Linked DNA regions of Mus musculus: region 2 is linked to region 1. A link is a contact called in public promoter capture Hi-C data. All regions are on one chromosome and are shown on one strand. Each heading gives the region's core, a stretch centred on a gene start, on an enhancer-like site or on the middle of the called end of the contact. The rest is flanking DNA. Distances are from core to core; before and after follow the strand shown.

Region 1 (6,003 bases), core at 1,127-3,626:
GTGATTCCATGTGGTGAGCGACTTTGAGCCAAATCAGCAGAGAGCCAAATTCTCCTACAGCCCTGGCTGGACACCCAGACTGGAAATGAGAAACTCAAGAATAATAAGACGATGGTGGGAGGTGGGGAGACTGAAGGGGAGATGCACCACAGACTCTGAAGCCTGATTGTTCTCGTCAGCACAATCCCTTTGTTCCTTCGTCCTTTCTTAGGAAACTAAAAAGGTTTTCCAGACACTCGGTTTAGAAGCCAGATTAGAGGTTCTTCGGGGCATAGAAACATGGGTGAGGGAAGAGTACATTTCTCTATCATGTCGATAAGTGCCTGTAAGTTTCCAAGAGGAACTCTTTAGACATAGGGTAGCTAGTTCTGGTTACTACTACACCCGAGGCAAAATGCTTCCCTCAGAATGAGATAAAAAAGAGCCGGACATATTTATGGTGTAGCCATGTTAAACCTTGTTTACTCTAACCGACCTGGAAAGTAACTCTGTTGACTCAGTAGCTTCAGAAGTGCATCCATTTGTAGCCCAGCACCCTACAGAATCCTAGCCTGGCTGCAATTCAAACTGGTTAGAGAGCAAAGAGAAGGGGAGAATAAATGAGCCATCAGGCGTGCAGCAGAGTGGATCTGAACGTTCAACTTCACTGAAATCTTCCTGTTCACAAAGACACAAACATTTAAGAGTAGAAGAAAGTGAAACATGGTCTCAAGGAAGAGATGACCAGAAAATCGGGGCTAGCAATCATTTTAAGTGCCCAATCTGTCATCAATGTGCACAATCCTTGAAGAAACTGCTGCTCAGTGAAGTTATGAGACCCTTTGCCCAAAGACAGAGCCGGGACTGACAGGCCTCCGAAGCCTGTCTGCTCTTTTCACTGAAGCTTCCAAAAGGAAGCAAAGAGTGGGGCGGAAGGAGGTCAACCAACAGTCTGGAAAGAAAGAAAGAGGGTGGGGTGAGCTGTGCAACTTTTCTCCTAGAAAACAGCAAGGAGGCAGTCACTTTTAGACCCAGGAGGACCTGATCAAGGAAACAGAAGGGATGTGTTGGAAATTCCAGACTTAAAGTCTGAGTCATACACCCTTCACTGTGTGTTCCTTGTCGTTTAAACTATGAATTTGGAACCAGGATTCTGACAGGAAATTGGTTAACGTTGCCTAAACAAAAACAACAAAGAAAATTCTCACATCCCTCTTCCCAGAAATTAGGCATCTTTAAGCCGGCAATTTCTAAGCAAAATAAGGTTGTTGCCTGGCTTGTTTCCACAGAATTTAGCATTGAGTGAGCCAGGGCCTGAGATTTATCCTCAGTTCCTGGGCAAGGGCCAGGAATACAGCGCCAGACAGACAGAGGCCCGAGTTGTGAGGCTCCAAACTAAGACACTAAAGCGAGGCACCAAGTCACAGGAAGCTGGCACGGCCTCAATGGTGTGGGTTCAGATTCAAAGGAACAATTATTGTGAGTGACTTTTGAAAGCACTACCTAATAATTCTCCAGCAGATCTGAAGTCATGGTGGAAATTTCATGGTGGGAGGTGGGGTGGGTAAGTTAAGTATGTGAAGAACTAAAAAGTCGAGATTCAGAAGATGAAGTACAAGGGCTCAGGAGATGGGAGTACAGGAATTGCTGAGATCAGAGAGAGAAGACAGAGAAGGGTAAGGATGAGAAATGCCCTGGGTCTGAGATAAAGGAGAGGATCCCACACAATAGGGGCGGGTTCTTAAAGGGAGAAGGACATTAAAATCTTAAGCCTGCTGACAGAGAAAAAGTTGGGAAGAAAAGAGAATTGCATCTGAAAACAGGAGTCCCTGAAGAATGCATTAATAACTCGTGTGTGTGTGTGTGTGTGTGTGTGTGTGTGTGTGTGTACACGCGCGCGTGCGCGCTTGTGTGTGTGTCCAGAAGGAAACTCCCCAAAAGGAAATGCATGCGAAGGCTGGACGCCAAGCGGAGCCACTGTGAGGACAGTGGGAGCTGTGGGAGCCAGGCTCTTGACTAGAGGGTGTCCCGCAGGAGGCCAGTTCCCGACACTTACCTCGACCGTAGCCCTGCGTGTGCTTGGCGAAGCTCCTCACCACCGCCTCCACAGCCTCGCGCAGCACCGCAGGGCTACCCGCGGCGCCGGGGGGCAGGGGCAGCCCGGGGGCCCCAGCCAGAAGCAGCGGAGGCGGGGGCGGGGCGGGGGGCGGCGGGGCGGGCGGCGGGCCCACGGGGGGTGTGGCGGCGCTAGTCGGGGCCCCGGTCACCCCTGGCCGCAGCGCTCGCAAAGTGCCTCTCCCACCGACGCCTACACCGGGCTGCAGCCGCTGTGCTCGCATCGTCTCCATCCCGGTGGCCGGCGGAGCTGGGCCCCGGAGCCTGCCAGCCTGGCGAGCTAACGGTCCCAGCTACCCCAGTGAGCAAGAGCCAGGGGATTGAGGGCGGTGCCGGGATCCAGCTGTCAGTCAAGAGCGGGCGGGACGAACCAGATGCCATGCCAATCACTGGTGGAGAGGGAGGAAAGGGGTGGGCTCCTGAGCCACCTTAGGCAAATGATTGAGGAAGGCGGAGGCACGGGAACCAATTGAATAAAGAAAAGGCTAAATCGTCTAAGAGAGAGAGCTTCGGAGCATCTTTGGGAATCCTGTGGTAAGCGATAGAAATCCGGCCAGACCCCTGGGGCGGGGCTTGAAGGGAAAATAGGCCTGGATGCAAGGCTGGATAGAACTGTAGCTGGAGAGGTTTCTTAAGGACCATTTGTCTGATCACTTTACTTTCTAGATGTAGATGCGGTTCAGAGAAGTGATGTGACTCATCTTTAAGTTCATACACAATTGGTGGTGGAGTGAAAACTGAGTATAGTGCTGACTTTAGTGAGAATATGCTATGTCATATACTTGAGTGCACTGCCTTATTTAATAGCTGCCAAGTACAAACCAGGTTTTATTTTACAAACAAGAAAAGTGATGCTCAGGAAGATTAGATACATGAAATGGCTGGATGGCAAGGGAGATTCAGACATTAAGTGTTTTAATCCAAATATTTTCCTTTTTTCACTATTTACATTCAGGAATGGTTTTCTGACTTCAGCTACTCACTAAGGGAGTCAGAGAACGTAGAATGTGTTTATCACTGTACAGAAAGAGTGAGCTAGAATACACTCAGAAACCTATCAAACAGAGAAATTCAGGACATAGATGGAAAGGGTGCTTGATCCAGGTAAGTCTGGGTTCCAACAGTTGTTCCCAGCAGACATCCATGCACACAAGCTGCGACACCCTTTTGTTGACTGACCATTCCTTTTCCCCTTAGGTGAAGTTACTAGCCCCACCCCCTCTCCTAGGGTTGGCTAAGAGACCTGGGACTATGGAGGTTAGAAGAAAATGAATAAAGGCACACCTGGTGAAATGAAATTAAACCCTGTATTTAAAACAACAACAAAACCTGTGTGGTCAAGATGTAGGAAGTAGCATCTGCTTATGGAGAAGAGGGGCAGTAAGAATCTTAAATCATTAAAAGTCAGGCATGGGGAGGCTGGGGGGAGGCCCACCAAATGCCTTAAAACCTCAGAACACAGGGCCCATTTGCCTTTTCTTCTACAACCACTACTGGTCAGTTGGTCTCCTGGAAAGAAAGTAGCTGCAGCCTCTAGATTGGCTCCCTGAGTAGTTGTGACTGTAAGTCTCACCCTCCCATGCCCTCTCTCTTCACCCCCCCCCCCAACCCACACTTTCAGGCAGCAGTGACAAAACAGACTTCTGAACACATTTATTTGACAAGTGGTAAGAGGACTGACTTAGGCTTGCTCCCCACTTCTACCTGTGGGGGGTTGTTCATAAGCTCAGACACACAGAAGAGCAACTTTGAGCCCATGACCTACCCCTGGGGTAAACAAGACAATCTGGAGTGGTATATGTGTGTGTGGGGGGCACAGGGAGGGAATAAAAAGCAGGAAACTGAGAAGTGGAGAGCGTGGAAGGCAGCAACAGAAGTGAGATTGGGAGCTGCTTTGGGAACCCCAAGAACAGTGAAGAAGACATCCTGAAAAGCGGATGGGAGCAGGGTGTGAACAAGGAGCCAGGCATGGAGAAGCAAGGCCTGCAGAATGGGGCGAGATAGTCATGAAGAGAAAGCAGACTGTGCGAGGGGATGCTAGGCCACGCTGCAGGGCACACAGGGAAAGCAAGGGTTCTTCAGGAGGGGCAAAGATACAGGAGACCAGCCATGAGTGGGGGCTCCCTGCTGCTTCGGAACAAATGTGAGTCTGGGACCCTAGCACAAGTGGTCCTCTGTTGGTGTGCTGTGCCTATGGGTCCCCAAGTAATCCCATGTACTTGTGACATGACCAGGGCACGATTGCGTGGGTCTACACACCCGGTAAACACAGTATTTATCCTTCTCGCTAGTAAGTGTACTGTGCTTGTGGACAGACACATGCTTACCCATGTGTGCGTGCACAGTGCCAGGAGCACATGCAAGAGATCCCGTGTCCGAGGTATCAGCTGGTTCTCCCTCTATCAGGGTACTGACCCTCCCCCTCCTTGGCGCCCCTCATTTCCTTCAGCGCCCGGGTTCCCCAGGCCCACCTAGACTCTGAAACCCCCCTAGCAGGCGAATCTGCTCAGTCTGCATGGAGTGGCGTCTCACCAACTTGCGCTTGGTCCTGGGAGACCCTGGTGCCCCAGAGGGTGGAGGGGCAGGCAGTGAGGGTGCCCGACCTCCGGGTTGGGGACGAATGTCGGGGATGGGAGGGTGGGGACTGACGTTGAGAGGAGGCAAGAAACCTGGTCGTGTTTGCGAGATGTGGTCCAGGAGCAAGGTCCCGGAGCCCCTTCTCTCTAGCAGCCCTGGACTCCGCCTCCGTCCGCTCAGCGGGGATACAGCCCCGGGCAGACTTTCCTGGGACTGGCGTGGGGAGGAAACTGAGCCCGCTGGAGGGAGGGTCAGCGGAGAGGCGCTGTATCGCCGGCGCTCCAGGGATAACCGGCTGGACTCGGGGGAGTCAGGGCAAAAATGTCCAGGGGTGTCGAGCTCCACCGGCTCCATGCGGCTCAGTTTTTGCCTTAGCCCTGAAGGAAGACCAGACTCCTGAGCCTCGGGCGCAGTGTTTCGGCGCGAGAGAGGACCCCCACCCGTCACTTTCTCCGCCCATGGGGGCGGGTCCTCCGGGCCTTCGGTGCTGTGACGCCGAGAAAGACGCGGTCTCCCGGTCAGGGTCAAGCCATTGAATTCAGCAGCCAGACGCTCCAAACCGGGCCTCCCTTCTGCAGGAGGAACCGGTTGAGGAGGAGCCACAAGGCCCCAGGGCTCGGAATTGAGCCTTTTGAGTGGTTTTGGAGGATGTCGAGGTGGCTTGGGGAGAGGCTCGGAAGGGGAAGGGTCATCAGGGGGCTTGGGAAGAGGAAATTCAAAAATGTCTCTTTTCTCCTCTTCTTCCTGGGCGCGAGGGGATAACAACCCGCGCCCTCCTCCTGCAGTCTGCAGTTGGACTTCTGAAGGCGATGTGCAGACCCCTGGACTAGGAGGAGCGGGTGCAGGGTCCTCTACCCCTGGGGACGGTGGGGAATTAAGATACTGCCTGGTCTTCTTGGTGCCCGAGGGCGAGGTATCCGTCGTTATGATGATGACCTCCGTGCCCTTGGCCTTGCAGGCGTCCAGCAGTGTGGCAAGGGTCTCGCGGTCCCCTCGGTCCAGGGCGTGGACAAGCGCCGAGGCGCCAGCGTGATCTCGAACTGAAGGGTCTGCGCCGTGGGCAAGGAGCAGAGAGGCCACTGCGGCTCCCCCACCCCCGGCGCAAGCATGCATCAGCGCGGTACGTCCTAAACGGTCTGCGATGTTGGGATCCGCGCCTTGCTCCAAGAGATAGCGTACCATGCGCGCCTTGTTCTGAGGGTCGTCGTAACGGGCCCTACAGGCCGCCATTAGCGCAGTCTCCCCCTGGGCATCACCCTCATTCACGTAGGCTCCTCCCTCCAGAAGCAAACGGGCCAAGCGTAGCTTACCCTGTCCCACAGCTCGAAGAAG
Region 2 (6,003 bases), core at 1,404-3,903, 710 kb before region 1:
GGGCTGAGAGCAGCCTGTTTGAGGAGGGTCTCACTATGTATCCCTGGCTGGCCTGGAACTCACCAGGGAGACCAGGCTGCGTTGGATTCACTGAGATCCTCCAGCCTCAGCCTCTGAGTGCAGGGAATAAAGGTGTGTCCCACCAAACCCCGCCTGCATTTTCTTGATTAAGGACTGAAGTGAGAGGGTTCACCCCACCGGAGCTGGTGTCATCCCTGGGCTGGCACTCCTGAGTGACATAAGAAAGCAGGCTGAGTACATGCGTCATACGCAAGCAAACAAGCAGAGGTCCTCTTTGGCTTCTGCCTCAGTTCCTGCCTCTGAGTTCCTGCCTTGAGTTCCTGCCCTGCCTTCCATCATGATGGACCACAAATTGTAAGAATAAACCTGGATTCTTATTTTATGAGATAAAGTTCCTGCCGGGGTTGCTTGCCCTTGTTGCGTTTCTCACAGCTGTAGAGAGCAAGCTAGGCAGTGTGCAGAAGGCAGAGGCTGAAAGAAACCCAAGGAAGTGAACAGGGGTGGCGGATCGAAGTGAATATCCTCTATACCCCAAAACACCGCACTGCCATTAATAAAGATTGTATTTTGAGAGAACTCCTTAACAGCATTTAATAAGGTCTGGTGATGTGCAAAGAGGACAGTGGGGCCGGGACACCAATCCAGATATTTCTCTAGTGGTAGCATGGAGTTTACTTTGGTAGAACCCACAATGCACTTCGCCCTTGGCCCTCTCAGGACTCTGTGGCACGGTTCTGATGTGACCAGTTTACAGGTCCAGGCAGCCCAGGAAAGTGAGCAAACACTAATCTTAGAGGTCAGTTTGAAAACCTGGGCCTTCTCACAGAAAGCCTCTAAGAGAGAAAAGCAAGCTTCCTGCAAGTGAATTCATGCCCTCCCCCATCCCACAGAGGGAGATGTCGCTCCAGGGAATAGGGTGTTAGCAATATCAGCCCACAGGTGCCAGTGAAGGCTCAGGCTTCAGAGGAGATCCCACAGGAAAACAGAGCTGCACCACCTGAAAGGATTCCTCTGGGCTTTGGAAGGGACGTCCCACCGGGGGGGCTGCTTCCGGGCACACCATGCCGAGAGCCTTCCCTTCCACTGGGTCCCCGTGTAACTTCACATAAAGCCTGCTCCAAAAAAAGCCATCCTCTGATTCCTGCTGAATGAATTCCTGGCAAGCACTGTCAGAATGTGAAAGGCAGGTGTAGCTCCCCTGATGTTTTGAGTAGGTACTTGTTCAAATCATGTAACCTCTCTAGGAACCGTTTCTCAAAGGAGTGATGTATAATTTCTCCTCCGTCGTCGCGGTGGTGAGGGGGCGGATTCTGAGGAGGAGACACTGAGGGAGGAGGCAGGGAAAGCAATGCCATCCTGGATCCGAGCTGGGGAGATCAAAGGATGGGGTGAGCCTCACCTCTGGAGATGGAGGGGTGGGGGTGGAGGGGCGGGGGGGTGAAAGTCTGTAAGAGGAGGGGAGGGAAAAGAACTAAAAGTGTATGGGAAGGGGGAGACACGGTTTTAGATTCCCCGGAGGATAGCTGGGACTCCGAGCGTCCTGACGATGCTTTTCAGGATGTCTGTGCTTCCCACGCCCCATCTCTACCCCGCAGCACCCCTCCCTTTACCCTTCAGGTAGCAAGTGCCTTCCAGCCTCTTTGTACTGGTTTACTCTCCGGGTCGCCCAGCCTCTTGCCTTTGTTCTACCTCACCGATCACAGATCACAACCAAATGCAAGTGCCAAATGCCCCAGTAGCCTGAGCTGCAGCCACAGCCATCCTTGCTGCCTACCCTGGTAGGTCTCAAACTCTATCATGCACCAGAATCACTGGCAGGGCACAATGCTTGTAGTTTATAGACAGAATCTCATGCAGCTCAGGCTAGCTTCAAACTTTAACCGAAGATGACTTTGAACTCCTCCTGCTCCTGACTCCATTTCCCCAGTGCTGGGATTGATTACAGGGCTGGGCCACCACTTAATCAGTCCTGGGAATCAAACCCAAGGCTTCCTGAAAACGAGGCAAGCACCCTACCAACTGAGCTATGCCCACAGTCCATGAAGGATGCTTTAAGAGTGCTTGCTGGGAAGTCCTCTGAGAATGGACATTGTGGATATGTGCCCAAAGGATGGGGATTCTCAGGATCTGAGAACCCTAAGCCTTAGTCATCCCCTGGCCCCTGTTGATACTGGGACAGCTTGGAGATGGGTATACACTAGGTCCTTGACTGTGTCCTCCACGGTAGTGAGCTTACTCACAACAGGGACCCAAATCCCTCCTGCTGGACAGACCGTATGGCATGAGGGGTTCACGGTGATTTTTTTTAGGTACCGTTAATGAAGCAAGGAGGTCTGTCTTCAGGAACATTTCACTTTTTTTCCTTCCAAACCTCAACCAACTTCTGGGCTGTCCGGCCTTTCCTTTCCAATAAACATATGTCTTCTTTAAATACTACAAGTTCTCCCATCTGTCTATCAGAGTTCATAAGTAATTCTTTATAAGAAGTTTGGCAGAGGAGAGAGGTGAGGCAATCAGTCTCTGCAGAGGGTGCAAGGCCCCAGAAGGCCTGGTATTGTACTGAATTAAGAAGAGAAAGACTTGAGCTCATTTAAATACCCATGGAGAGAAGCCAAGAAGGATGCTAATGTGGGAGAGAGGCAGAGGCCCCTGAGGAGAGGGGAAGTGGGATCCAGAGTACAGGGAGAAAAAGAGCTGCTGGGACCAGGGCAGGGACGCATGTCCCTCTGTTGGTGGAAAAAGAAAAAGATGGGCTCAGACGCAGGAATAATGGGGCTATAGACTTTAGGTGACTCTCAGCTCTAAGTCCACGGAATTAAATTGCCATAGTGTCACTGGCTTAATATGTCACCTCTCCTTGGCAGAGCTCTAAGCCCCAAGAAATGAATCTTCCATGAGAGTCTCTCAGGCTGGAAGATGTCTGCCAGTGGAACAGCCAGGACTTCCCAGGGGCACAAAGTGGAACTGGGGAAGGAAGGATAAATGCACCCAGCTGTGACAAGGGAGGGACCAGAGCAGGGTCACAATCTAATCAGTGCCAGGACCAGATTTAGAGTTGCACTCAGCTTAGGCTCTGAGCCCATCTGTCTGGCCCATTCGATCACACTCTCTAACCACCTGAAACTGCAAGGAGCAGGTGGAAGGCAGGATTGAGGATAGATTTTTCCTAACCCTCAGGAACGGGAAGTTGGGGTGTCATGGTCTACCCCTGACCCACACAGAGTCCAGCCCATCTCTGGGGAACCTGGAGGTAAAAGGAAATAATAAAAGCTCTAACAATCTGCCAGATACCTCCTTTCCTGAACTGGAATGCAAAGAAGTTTCTGGATCACAAATGTAAGCCATACTCTTCATCCTTCCCCTCTTCTCCCCCCTCTTCCTCCTCCTCTTCCTCCTCCTCTTCCTCCTCCTCTTCCTCCTCCCCCTTTCCTCCTCCTCTTCTTCCTCATCTTCCTCCTCCTCTTCCTCTTCCTCTTCCTCCTCTTTCTCTTCCCCCTCCTCCTCTCCCTCCTCCCCCTCTTCCTCTTCCTTACTATCATTGTCTTTATTGGGTGTCAGGGACCATTCTAGCTAATAGAAATAATTAATTTTAATTTTTATATGGTTTTCCTAACTATAAAAACAACAGATGGTCAATGTTTAAAAAGAAGAAACTCTACAACAAGACATGCATTCCTAACCTAAGACAGCCAAACAGGGTGTGGTGGAAGAAGGTAAGCACGAGACTCAGAATCCGTTGACACTCAGGCTCTTCTGATTGTGCGATTGTGGGCACACACACAATGTCATCGTGTGATCTTGGACACACAAGGTTTCCTTTCCTCCCTTTCCATATTGCTAAATGAAGGTAATGCTGCTCCCTCACCCCCACCCAGACAGGGTTTCTCTGTGTAGCCCTGGATCTCCTGGAGCTCACTCTGTAGACCAGGTTGTCCTTGAACCCGGGAATCCTCCTGCCTCTGCCTCCTGAGTGCTGTGATAAAGGACGTGTACCACCACCGCCTGCAGTTTTTGCTTTTTTTCTTTTTAAGTTTTAGTTCTATTTTAAAGTTTTATGCAGGAGTGTGCATGTCTGGACTTAGGGGTTAGGAGCTCTTGGGTACAGGTTTCTGAGGAGACTAGAATAGGGAGTCAGACTCCCTGGAGTTAGTGTTACACACAGTTGTGAGCCACCCGACTTAGGAGCTGAGCTAGGGTTCTCTGCCAAGAGCCATTTCTCCACCCTGGGAATAACGGTTCTTGGAAATTTTAAATAAGATGAGATTCATAAAGTACTGACGATGGCACTTGGCACATGGTCAGCAGATGACATAAGATGGTCACTATTGATGTCATTGCTGATATTTCATACCCATCTACATAGCTCGAGTCTCAGGAGTAAGTAACCAATGGTAACATCTCATGGAACATTTTCTTCAGACTTCAGCCACTTTTACTTAACACAAGATAGAGTTATCTGAAAGGAGGGAGGCTCAGCGGAGAAAACGCCTCCATTCGATCCAACTGTAAGGCATTTTCTTTTTTTCTTTTAAAATAATTATTTATTTTTATATCATGTGCATTGGTGTTTTGCCTTCATTTATGTTGGTGTCAAGATGTTGGGTCCCCTGGAACTGGAGTAATAGACAGTTGTTAGCTGCCAAGTGGGTACTGGGACTGGAACTCAGGTCCTGTGAAAAAGCAGCCAGTGCTCTTAACCATTGAGCCATCTCTCCAGCCTGTAAGGTAAATCTTAGTTAGTGATTGATGGGGGGGGGGGGCATTATGGGTGGTGCCATCCATGGGCTGGTGGTCCTGGGTTCAATAAGATAGCAGGCTGAGCAAGCCATGAGAAGCAAGCCAGTAAGAGACATTCCTTCATGGTCTCTGCTTCAGCTCCTGCCTCCAGGATCCTGCCCCATTTGAGTTCCTGTCCTGACTTTCTTTGATGATGAACTGTGGTCCTGAAGCGTAAGCTAAATAAGCCCTTTCCTCCCCTTAGTTGCTTTGGTCATGGTGTTTCATCACAGCAGTAGTAATCCCAACTCAGCCAGACTAGTCAGAATGCGCGCACACACACACACACACACACACACACACACACACACACACACAATTTCACATGTCCTGTTCACTTGCCAAGTATTACAAAATACTCTCAAACTAATTCCATGGAACTGGGGCTATAGCTCTGTGGTACAGCGCTTGCTTAAGATATGCAAGATCTTAAACTCCATCCACAAGTATGGACAGAGAGTCAGACAAAGAGTGGCAAGAAAGACTATATATAAAGAAACCTCTCTCTCTTCTGCCCTTCTCCTCCCCTCCCCCTCCCCTCCTCTCTCTCCTCTCTCCCCCTCTCCCCAGGACACTCCCTTAGAACAAAGACACTGTCTCACTCAGGCAGTCCCTGGCAGCATCCTCCATAGTGATTTTGAGTAAGAGGCAGTGACAAGCATTTACCTAACTAAATTCAAAACAATGCTTTCAGTTCAACTTTTAATGTATCTTTCATCTCTATGAAAGATATTCATTTCATTGCTGGGCAAAAGATGTGATATAAAAGATAAATTACCTTTGCCTGGCTTCAGTCCCTTTTCTAGCCTTATTAAACTGTGTTTCACAGAGATAATTGCATGATTTCCATTTTGGGTGTCCTGAGGTCAAGTAAGCTCAGGTCCTGAGGAACTAGGAACACAGCTAGAATATTTTGGGAGCTTTTATCTCCTGGCAGCTGTGTAGGGCAGAACAACATGAACCCTTGAGCCAGGCTGGTCCGAAATCCTCCTATAAGTACCCATCTCCCTCCGAATGATTTTAGGTTGAACTCAGGACTTTGACTTAGCTGTAGATTAGTCGTAGCTAGTGACCTGAGTAACTGTTTCCCAAATAGCCCTGAGAGCCCCTCGTGGCCCAGGTCATACCTCAGTCCTTTTGCCCATGCAAAGCTGCTGTAAGCTCACATTCAGGGCCAAGATCAACCAACAGAGGTAGTCTTTTTTT

What was found. Promoter capture Hi-C pulls out the DNA fragments that hold promoters and counts their contacts.
Region 2: a promoter capture Hi-C map of neural stem cells shows a contact between it and region 1. The contact joins the enhancer-like site here to the promoter of Lix1l in region 1.

The regions. Positions count from the first base shown.
Region 1 is chr3:96,597,506-96,603,508 of GRCm38.p6, reverse strand. It overlaps Lix1l (Lix1-like), which reads right to left and starts at 2,376. Exons shown (of 6, transcript NM_001163170.1): 1 at 2,036-2,376. The coding sequence starts at 2,327. Gm52628 (a long non-coding RNA gene) reads left to right here and starts at 2,410. Exons shown (of 2, transcript XR_003954672.1): 1 at 2,410-3,198; 2 at 3,292-3,927. It overlaps Ankrd34a (ankyrin repeat domain 34A), which reads right to left. Exons shown (of 2, transcript NM_001024851.3): 2 at 3,731-6,003. The coding sequence ends at 4,540.
Region 2 is chr3:97,305,266-97,311,268 of GRCm38.p6, reverse strand. No RefSeq gene overlaps it. Among named protein-coding and RNA genes, the nearest start is that of Gm40101, 22 kb to the left of the region's middle. Within about 2 kb of position 2,653, at least 21 of the 459 cell types and tissues checked have an H3K27ac peak or open chromatin away from gene starts, as enhancers often do. A contact at or near this core is called in neural stem cells, where this site is marked.